Regions from separate parts of the Columba livia genome. Here region 1 is linked to region 2. A link is a contact called in public Hi-C data. All regions are on one chromosome and are shown on one strand. Each heading gives the region's core, a stretch centred on a gene start, on an enhancer-like site or on the middle of the called end of the contact. The rest is flanking DNA. Distances are from core to core; before and after follow the strand shown.

Region 1 (3,556 bases), core at 762-3,261, 250 kb after region 2:
TGTGCTGTGGGATCCTACAGAGCAAAGCTGGGAGCTGACACTCTCACCCCGAACCCAGCGGTCAGTGCAAAGAACCTACACAACATCTGGGAATGTGGAAGTGCCCGGTGGCCTGCAGATGCACCTGTCTCAGCAGCACAACCTTCTGTTCATCCTGCTCCTCCTGCACCAGAAATCCAGCTTCACATCTTCAACAGCACCCACTCTGTCCCAGCTCCATGGCCCTTGGGATAGATGGGGTGGGGAAAGCCTCTCTTGCAGAGGTGCCAGGCACCCTACAGCCCTCACGTGTCAGTGAGGGCATCCCCAGTTTTGGGTACTCAAATTCCGAGCCCCTAGTGGCAGTATTCATTCTTCGGAACTGGAAGGCGGTTGTCTCTTTCCATGCCTCCTCCTTGGCTCCTGTGACACACTGCTCCATCCTTTCTGCAGCCTCGGCTCAGTGACAGGGCAGAGCCGCTCGTATTGAGAGCTCTCCCCAAAATCAAGCAGAATGCAGGTCACGCTAAAGATCATACAGTCAGAGAACATCTGATACCACAGAAAACACCAACACTATTTTTTATGTTTTCAGGCCTGTAACAAAAAATGAGAGCTCCTTGCTTGTATTCAGACTGTCTGGTCCAACAACACTTGCCACATACTGAATGGGCCATGGCCTGGGAAGCTTGTCAGCAGCTCCAGAAACAGGTCCCTGGGAGGAAAGATGGACCACATGGCATAGAGCCATTTTCTGAGAGCTGGTCAGAGAAACAAAGGAGCTTTTTCTTCCATGGGAAGATGCTGAATCATCAAAACCCCACACTTTTCATAGGGGCACATCAGTTTTCATGACATTTCTGGGAAGAAGTTTCTCTGATGCAGGATTGAAAGGTGAAGGCTATTTTGGGGAGGGGGAGGGAGAAGGGCAGAGAGCTGAAGGAGGCAGATAGGGAAAAGGCGCTAGAATCGTAACCGTACTCAGTCCACTGGCCAGGCAATGTGAGAGACAGTCCAAGTTTTGCTCTGCCTGATCCAGAACCAGGGCTGGGTCTGCTCAGCTGTGTGCTCTGAGCAAACACCTGTATGCTAAAGAACAGCTGGAGGAGACAGAGGGAAGATGTCTCTCCCTGTATAATTTTCAGAAGACGTGCTTGAAAAGGTCTGGGTTTGTCCCATGTCAGAATAGCAATTCTGACACCCTGCAAATGCCTATATGTGAGGACTCAGCTCTCCTAGCCAGATAGATGGTTTGAATTCTCCTACACCTCATCTACATCCTTCCAGCTCATCAAGCAGCAGGAGTGTCTGTGCCATACGTCAGGGTCACATCCCTGCAAGGACAAAATGACCCGGGATAAGAAGTGAGACTTCTCCTCCAGTCAGAGAACCACTTTCTTTCTTTTTCACACACCAACTTTATCAGCCAAACTCTGTCACACCGGCATGGAGCAGGTTTTTGGGCACAAGAACACTGGCTTCCTGTGTGCTATGCTGATTTACCCCAGTGGGGGACCTGGGCCTCTGCAGCACAGCAAAGATGCTCCCACGCCAGCATTCAGCCCTTTCTGGAACAAGCCCACAGGAGCACTCCAAGTTCCTATCCCAACCTGTCAGAAATGTGTCAAGCTGCTGCTGCAATATCCACCTGGCACACAAACACTGCTCTTTAGGGTCACTCTCTTCCCCCAACAGGTCCGGCCCTGTCTTGTAGGCCCTTGCTGCTGGCTGAAATGCATTTTCTTTTGGCAGACAGATGCATTTGTTCAGCTGGCTCTGCTCTTTTTCAGGGATCATCCACAGTCCCTGCAGCTCTCACTCTGAGCTCGCTTCCTTTTTGGTGCCCCTGGAAGTGCAGCCTTTTCCAGGTCATTTACACCAAAGCTGAATTCAAAAGGGACCTGATGTGTATTTTTTTTGGTGGGCCAGGCTTTTGCAATGCAGAAATCCTCCTCTGGTGTAGCAGCTCTGTTCTCCCAACAGGTAGCCATTCCCATGACTAGTACAGATATTCATTCTTCCTCGTGTGTGACTGGGAGCCTTAATTCCTGGGAAGGAAGAGCACAGCATGACTTGTATGGTCCACAGTGTTACAGGCCTTTGAAACCCTGCGTTTTCTAGTCCTTCAGCTTCTCACTGACTCCAAGAGGCCGAAATTTAAAGCAGGTCTGTGCTCTAGCGAGTAACTGATGTAATTACGCTCACTTGTTACAAGGGGAAGCTTTCACAGGAGGGGGAGGCGGTGGCCCCACGCCAGGAGGTGTGTCCCCGATGACAAGCCGTGCAGCCAATCACAGCCCTGAAAGATCATCACATTCATACCAAAAAGAAAAGAAACCGCCCCTGGGTATTTATATTGAGAGAAAAAAAAAAAAAAAGTTGGCAAAGAAAGAGAAAAAGAGACTGAGAACCTGCAACTTTGTTAACTAACTCTGAAGCTGAATTCAAAAAGGCCAGGCTGGTCCCCCTACAAATCTTGCTTCCCATCCCCTCCCCTCACTCAAAGCATCTCTGGTAATCAGTCTGTTAAGCTGGAGTGAAAACTTCAGCTGCTTGAAGTGGTCCCTCTCTTCTCCTGGCAGACAACCTCATAAGCTGCCGCCTGCCCCAGCCTGAGCAGAGCTGGCCCTGGGACCGCCCGGGTGGCCTCTTGGTACCGGCAGGGTAGGGAGCAGGACGGGCCAGGAGCCCTGATGATTAATAATTACCTGTGCAGCGCTCAGCACGCCAGCGTGGGCTCCCAGCTCCCTATATCTATGTTGAGCAGCTGGGAAAAGAGAAGGCAGGTTTAGCTTTAACCAAAGGGTAAATGGTCAGCATTTACAAATGCTGTACCACCAAAAACCAGCCAGCCACAGGTTATTTATGCCGCTTACACAAGAGGACTGTGCAGTCCAAAGGATGAGGGGACCTGTAGCAGCCTAGAAAGCCTGTTCTCTGCCACTGGCCTGTTGGGTGAACCAGGGGAAACAACACGCTTCCTCCCCATGAGCTGCGTTTCTTTCCTGCGTGCTCTTTCTGCTGCCTCTTTCTGCCTGGACTGCCTGTTCCCCCGAGTACAGACTGTCTCTGACCGCGTTTGTGTGGAGCCTCGCACAATGGGGCTGTAACCTAACCTCAGCGCGAACATACTGCCATTAATAATAATAAAAATGCCCATCACACCCCGCAGCGGCTGCGGACAGGGGCCCGAGCGGCACCAGCCCCGCTGCCGCCAGGGGCCCGTTGGCCGGGGGAGGCCGGTGTCCTCTCGCAGCCCGCAGACCCCTCCGCGGCTCTGGCTGCAGGGAGAAGGCGGCAGCACCTCTGTGCTTTGCCGGGGGCGGAGGGGGTCATTCCCCGCCCGGAGAAACTCCCAGCCGAGCTCCGAGGCCCCGGGTAGAGCCGCCGCCCCGCACGGGCAGGCCGGGCCGGGGCCTGGGTCGGGCCGGGCCGGGGCGAGACGCAGGGCTGCCCTGCCACCTGCCGGCAGCAGAGGCTCCGTGCGAGGCCGGCTGGGGGCGAGGAGCGGCGGGAGAGCCCACGGACATGCGTGGGAGACACCCCCACCCCGGCCGTCAACCCCCCATCCGCGGGC
Region 2 (3,970 bases), core at 1,349-3,848:
TAGCAGGAGGGGAAAAGTCACCTAGGACCCACTACCAAATAAAGAAAAAAAGTACTGAGTGAGCTATCTGCCTGCTGCAGATCTGAAGTGCAGAGGCCTGGCATGAGGAGGGAGCCGCTCACAGTAAACTCCGGCAGAATCAGGACCGGTTCCTTCCTTTGGGAGCTTTAATTTGGCTTTACCTTCATCTAATGAAATATTCCATTTATTTCTCATGGTGAGGGTCTGTAGTCTCCCTCTCTCTTGGAGGGCAGTTTTGGCAATTGCATTCTGAATATGGGAAAGTCAGGTTATTTTGGATGGACATTTGTTACTTCAGAAACCCTCTGCAACAATTAGTTTAAAAACCAAACCACACCAAAACAAAACCAGAGCAAAGTAAAAAAGATTCTTTTGCAATATTTGAACAACACGCACCACTCCTCTGTAGAAATGTGATCCCTGAGGGGAAAGGGATTATATTCTCTTCCAGGCTTTTGACTAGGCTGGATTTCTCCCCCTGCCCAGAAGGAAGGCCATGGGCACCAGGGTGTGGGATGCGACCCCACAGCCAGGGCAGCCGAGAGGCCGGGCAGGAGTTGGCGTCGCTCCTGGTTCAGGCAGATGATCTGTCACTCACCTCCCAGCCTTCCTCGGGATCAGTGTGACCTGGGTGACATCCCCGCATGCTGCACCACGGGGTGACACGAAAACTTTTAAAAATAAACAAAGGGAGAAACAGGTATAAGATCTAGGGAAAGCAAAGATTTTGTTTGGTTTTGTTTCGTGTGTTTCCCTCAGCCAGCAGGTGCCTCTATAGAGCCAATGCTTTGCCTGTATCAGTAGGAGTCTGTGGCACAGCACTGGAATACCTGCTTTCTAATCATAATGTGGCCTTTTCTTTCTTCAGTGTCTTTTTCCCTTTCCCCTTCCTCCAGCCCATGGTGAGCCCCAGGAATCTGCCAGCTTGGACTACCACTCTGTCCGCTACCTGCAGTCCTTGGAAGACGGTGGTAGGAGAGAGATTTATATGTGTTGACACACGCATATTGTTACTCTGTATCCCGTATGAGGAAATTTTGCGGGTGACACGAGTGAAGGAGCTCAGCTGGGGAATGCCTGCGGTAACCCCAGTAAGACAAAGCTGCCTTTTTGCCCTTCAAATACCTTCCCAGAAAGCAGCGTGGTGTTTGTCTGGCAAAATCTTCACCCCTTCAGCATGACACCTTTCTGCACACTGGGGCAATGCTCAGCCAGTGCAGGCAGCCCCCCTGAACCAAGGTGGGTTGCCAATGGATGAAGAGAAATAAAACCCAAATGAGGACAACCCCCTACTCCACTCCTTTTTAGCACATAGGTGCTAAGAAATCACTGTGTCTGAAAAGCGAAGGCCTTGGGGGGACGGATGATGAGTGTGATCACAATTTGTCCTCGCTGCCCCCTCCCCCCAAATGGCTCCGCTGGACTTTGGAGCAATTCCCACGGGCAAGGTGAATTTTGACCCGAACGTGCATCCATCGGCAGGGCAGAAAGGGTGGAGGAAGCGCGGCCCGTGGGGCGCCCGAGGTGAAAGGCAGGGCAGGAAGGCTGGGGGGCGAAATGTTGCGAGCCACGGGGGACTGCGGACCCGAGTGGAGAGGGCGGGGAGGGCGGCAGAGGGGCCGCGGACCCCTTTACCTCCGTGGCCTTTCCCAGCGAAAAAAGGGAGGGGAGGAGGGAGGAGAATAGCTGTGGAGGGGTGGGACTTTGCCGGAGCGTCTCTCCCCGCGTCCGCGCCGAGCAGTTGCAGAGCGCCGGCGAGCGGGTGGCGGGGCGGGCGCTGCGCGGGGAACGGGCGCTGCGCGGAGCCGCCGCTGGAGTGCGCGGAGTGCGGCTGCCGCCGCGCCGGGGGCGAGGAGCGCACGCCGCGCCGGCGGGGGACAGCGCGCCGCGGGAGCAGCCCTCCCCGGGCACCGGGACCTGCTGTTGGCTTGCCGCCTTGCTTTATCCTCTCGTTTAATTTATTTTTTCCCCACCTATACTTTGATCCGCTGGGATTTTTTTTCCCTCCCTTTCCTGCAGAGCCTCCCTCCGCCCCAGTTCCCTCCCTCTCTAGTCAGTTTGGATTTTTTTTTTTTTATATTCTGATTTTTTTTCTAAAGCGGTGGACTGAGAGAGGGAGAGACAGAGAGGGCAGGAGGAAAGCGCTCTCTTCATCCCCTCCGCCACCACCACCCCGACTTGCGGAGAGGGGTCGGGCCGAGCGGCGGCAGCGGGATCAGCCCCTTACCGCCAGGGAGGCGACCCCGGCTCGGGGAGCCGCCGGAGGCAGCTGCTGCGAAGAGGGGACGCAGAAAAAGAGATGCATTGAAACTTTCCGCGCAAACTTTGGCGTGAGTGCTTGAAACTGAGCGATCGCGGCGCGGGTGACTGCCTGCCCCGGCGCGGAGAGAAGCGGCGGCCGCGGACGAGCGCCGCTGTGGAGCTCGGACTGCCCGGCGGCGGGGGCCGGGCGGCGGCGGGGCGGCCGCGGAGCCTGCGCTCGGCCCGGTGGAGCGCCCACCGAAAGCAGCAGCGGAGGCCGGCGGAAAGCCGGGCTGATGGAGGGGTGAAACCGGAGACCCCGAAGAGGAACACCTTTTTCCCGGGAGCCTCTCGCAGCGCCCGACCGGCGGCACCCCAGGAGGCGGCGGCGGGCACGGAGGAGGCGCGGGCAAGAGCGCGGCGGGGCGGCGGCGGCGGCGGGGCGACGGCGGCGAGGCGGAGCGCGGCGGGCCCCGCTCCACGGCGTGTGCCGGCAACCATGAACTTTCTGCTGAGTTGGATCCACTGGGGGCTGGCGGCGCTGCTCTATCTGCAGAGCGCGGAGGTAAGCAGCAGGGACGGGGACGGCGGCGGGACGGGGGCTTTTGTACCGCACGTACGGTGGGGGCGGGGAGGCGGCGGAAAAGACTTTTTTCCCCCCTTTCTTTTTGGCGCCCCCCTGCCTTACTTCCCACCTGCTCGGTGCGGTGCCGCCGCGCTGCTGGCACCGTGTCCGGGTGGGTGCCTGCAGCGCACACACGTGTGTATGCGTGCGTGCAATGCTGCAAACGGGGGATGCGGGGGGGGGGAAGCGCTGCCCGGTGCTTCGCAGGCCCCCGGAGCAGTCGGCAGCGCCGTGCGGAGTGCCCGCGCACGTGTGCGCGCACTGCACGCCCCCGGCGTGGGGCTCCCGCGGCGGCGGGGCCGTGGGGTCCCGGCGGGGCCAGTCCCGGGGAGCTGCTTGGGGCAGGGAGGCAGCGCGCTGGCTTCTTGCATCAGCCTCGCCGCCCGTCCTCGGGTCTCCTGACATTGCAAAAGGGTGTTTCGGCGGTATTTGCCTTGGGTCCCAGCTCGGGTTCGTGCCGCCGAGTGGAGTTCAAAATACCTAGCTGGAAAAACAAATAGAGATCAAAGAGGACAAAATGGATCCTGAATTTCTTCCAGATTGATTTTTTTTTTTTTTTCAAAATACATATCTCCTGCACCGAGGTTACAAAACCGTACATTTTTCTCTTCTCCTCCTCAGTCACTTTTACTTTTGCCTCATTGTCATTCCTGCGAGATTAAAAGCCAACTCTTTCTGCTTTTCTTTTTCTGTTTTTTAAGAAAAAGGAAAGGCAGCTTTCTGTGCAAACGTGTCCTATAAATCTGTTTTCTAAAGAGTCAAGAGAGCTGTGTTGCCAAGAGATATTAAGGGGTTTAGACAGAGTGCCCACGTGAAAGTGGCTATTCCCTGGGCGGACCCGGATTATGTTTTAAAGGCTATAACAGGTTAGTTCTCTCCTGCCATTTCTCCTCGGCACTTGTGGAGAATGCGGGGCCAGATCATCTCCCACAGTTGTGAAAATAAGCGTCGCTTGCAAACTAATCAGTTATTCACATTGTTTGTTCAGCACCGATACTGGAAGGTAACTCCCCAGTTAGGAGCCATTTCAGCTGTAACTGAAGTAATGCAGGCACTGCATGCTTTGTTTCTAGCCTGTTATAT

The links. Hi-C and Micro-C count contacts between places; a contact is called where the count stands out from the background.
Region 1: a contact with region 2 is called in a Hi-C map of crop, with 3 times the contacts expected there. The contact joins the enhancer-like site here to the promoter of VEGFA in region 2. A contact is called at or near these places in 2 of 2 Hi-C or Micro-C datasets (crop and liver).

The regions. Positions count from the first base shown.
Region 1 is chr3:87,647,275-87,650,830 of bColLiv1.pat.W.v2, forward strand. No RefSeq gene overlaps it. Among named protein-coding and RNA genes, the nearest start is that of TMEM63B, 100 kb to the right of the region's middle. Within about 2 kb of position 2,012, at least 3 of the 3 cell types and tissues checked have an H3K27ac peak away from gene starts, as active enhancers do.
Region 2 is chr3:87,391,907-87,395,876 of bColLiv1.pat.W.v2, forward strand. VEGFA (vascular endothelial growth factor A) reads left to right here and starts at 2,599. Exons shown (of 6, transcript XM_065058086.1): 1 at 2,599-2,827. The coding sequence starts at 2,762. It also overlaps a transcript of RSPH9 not described here.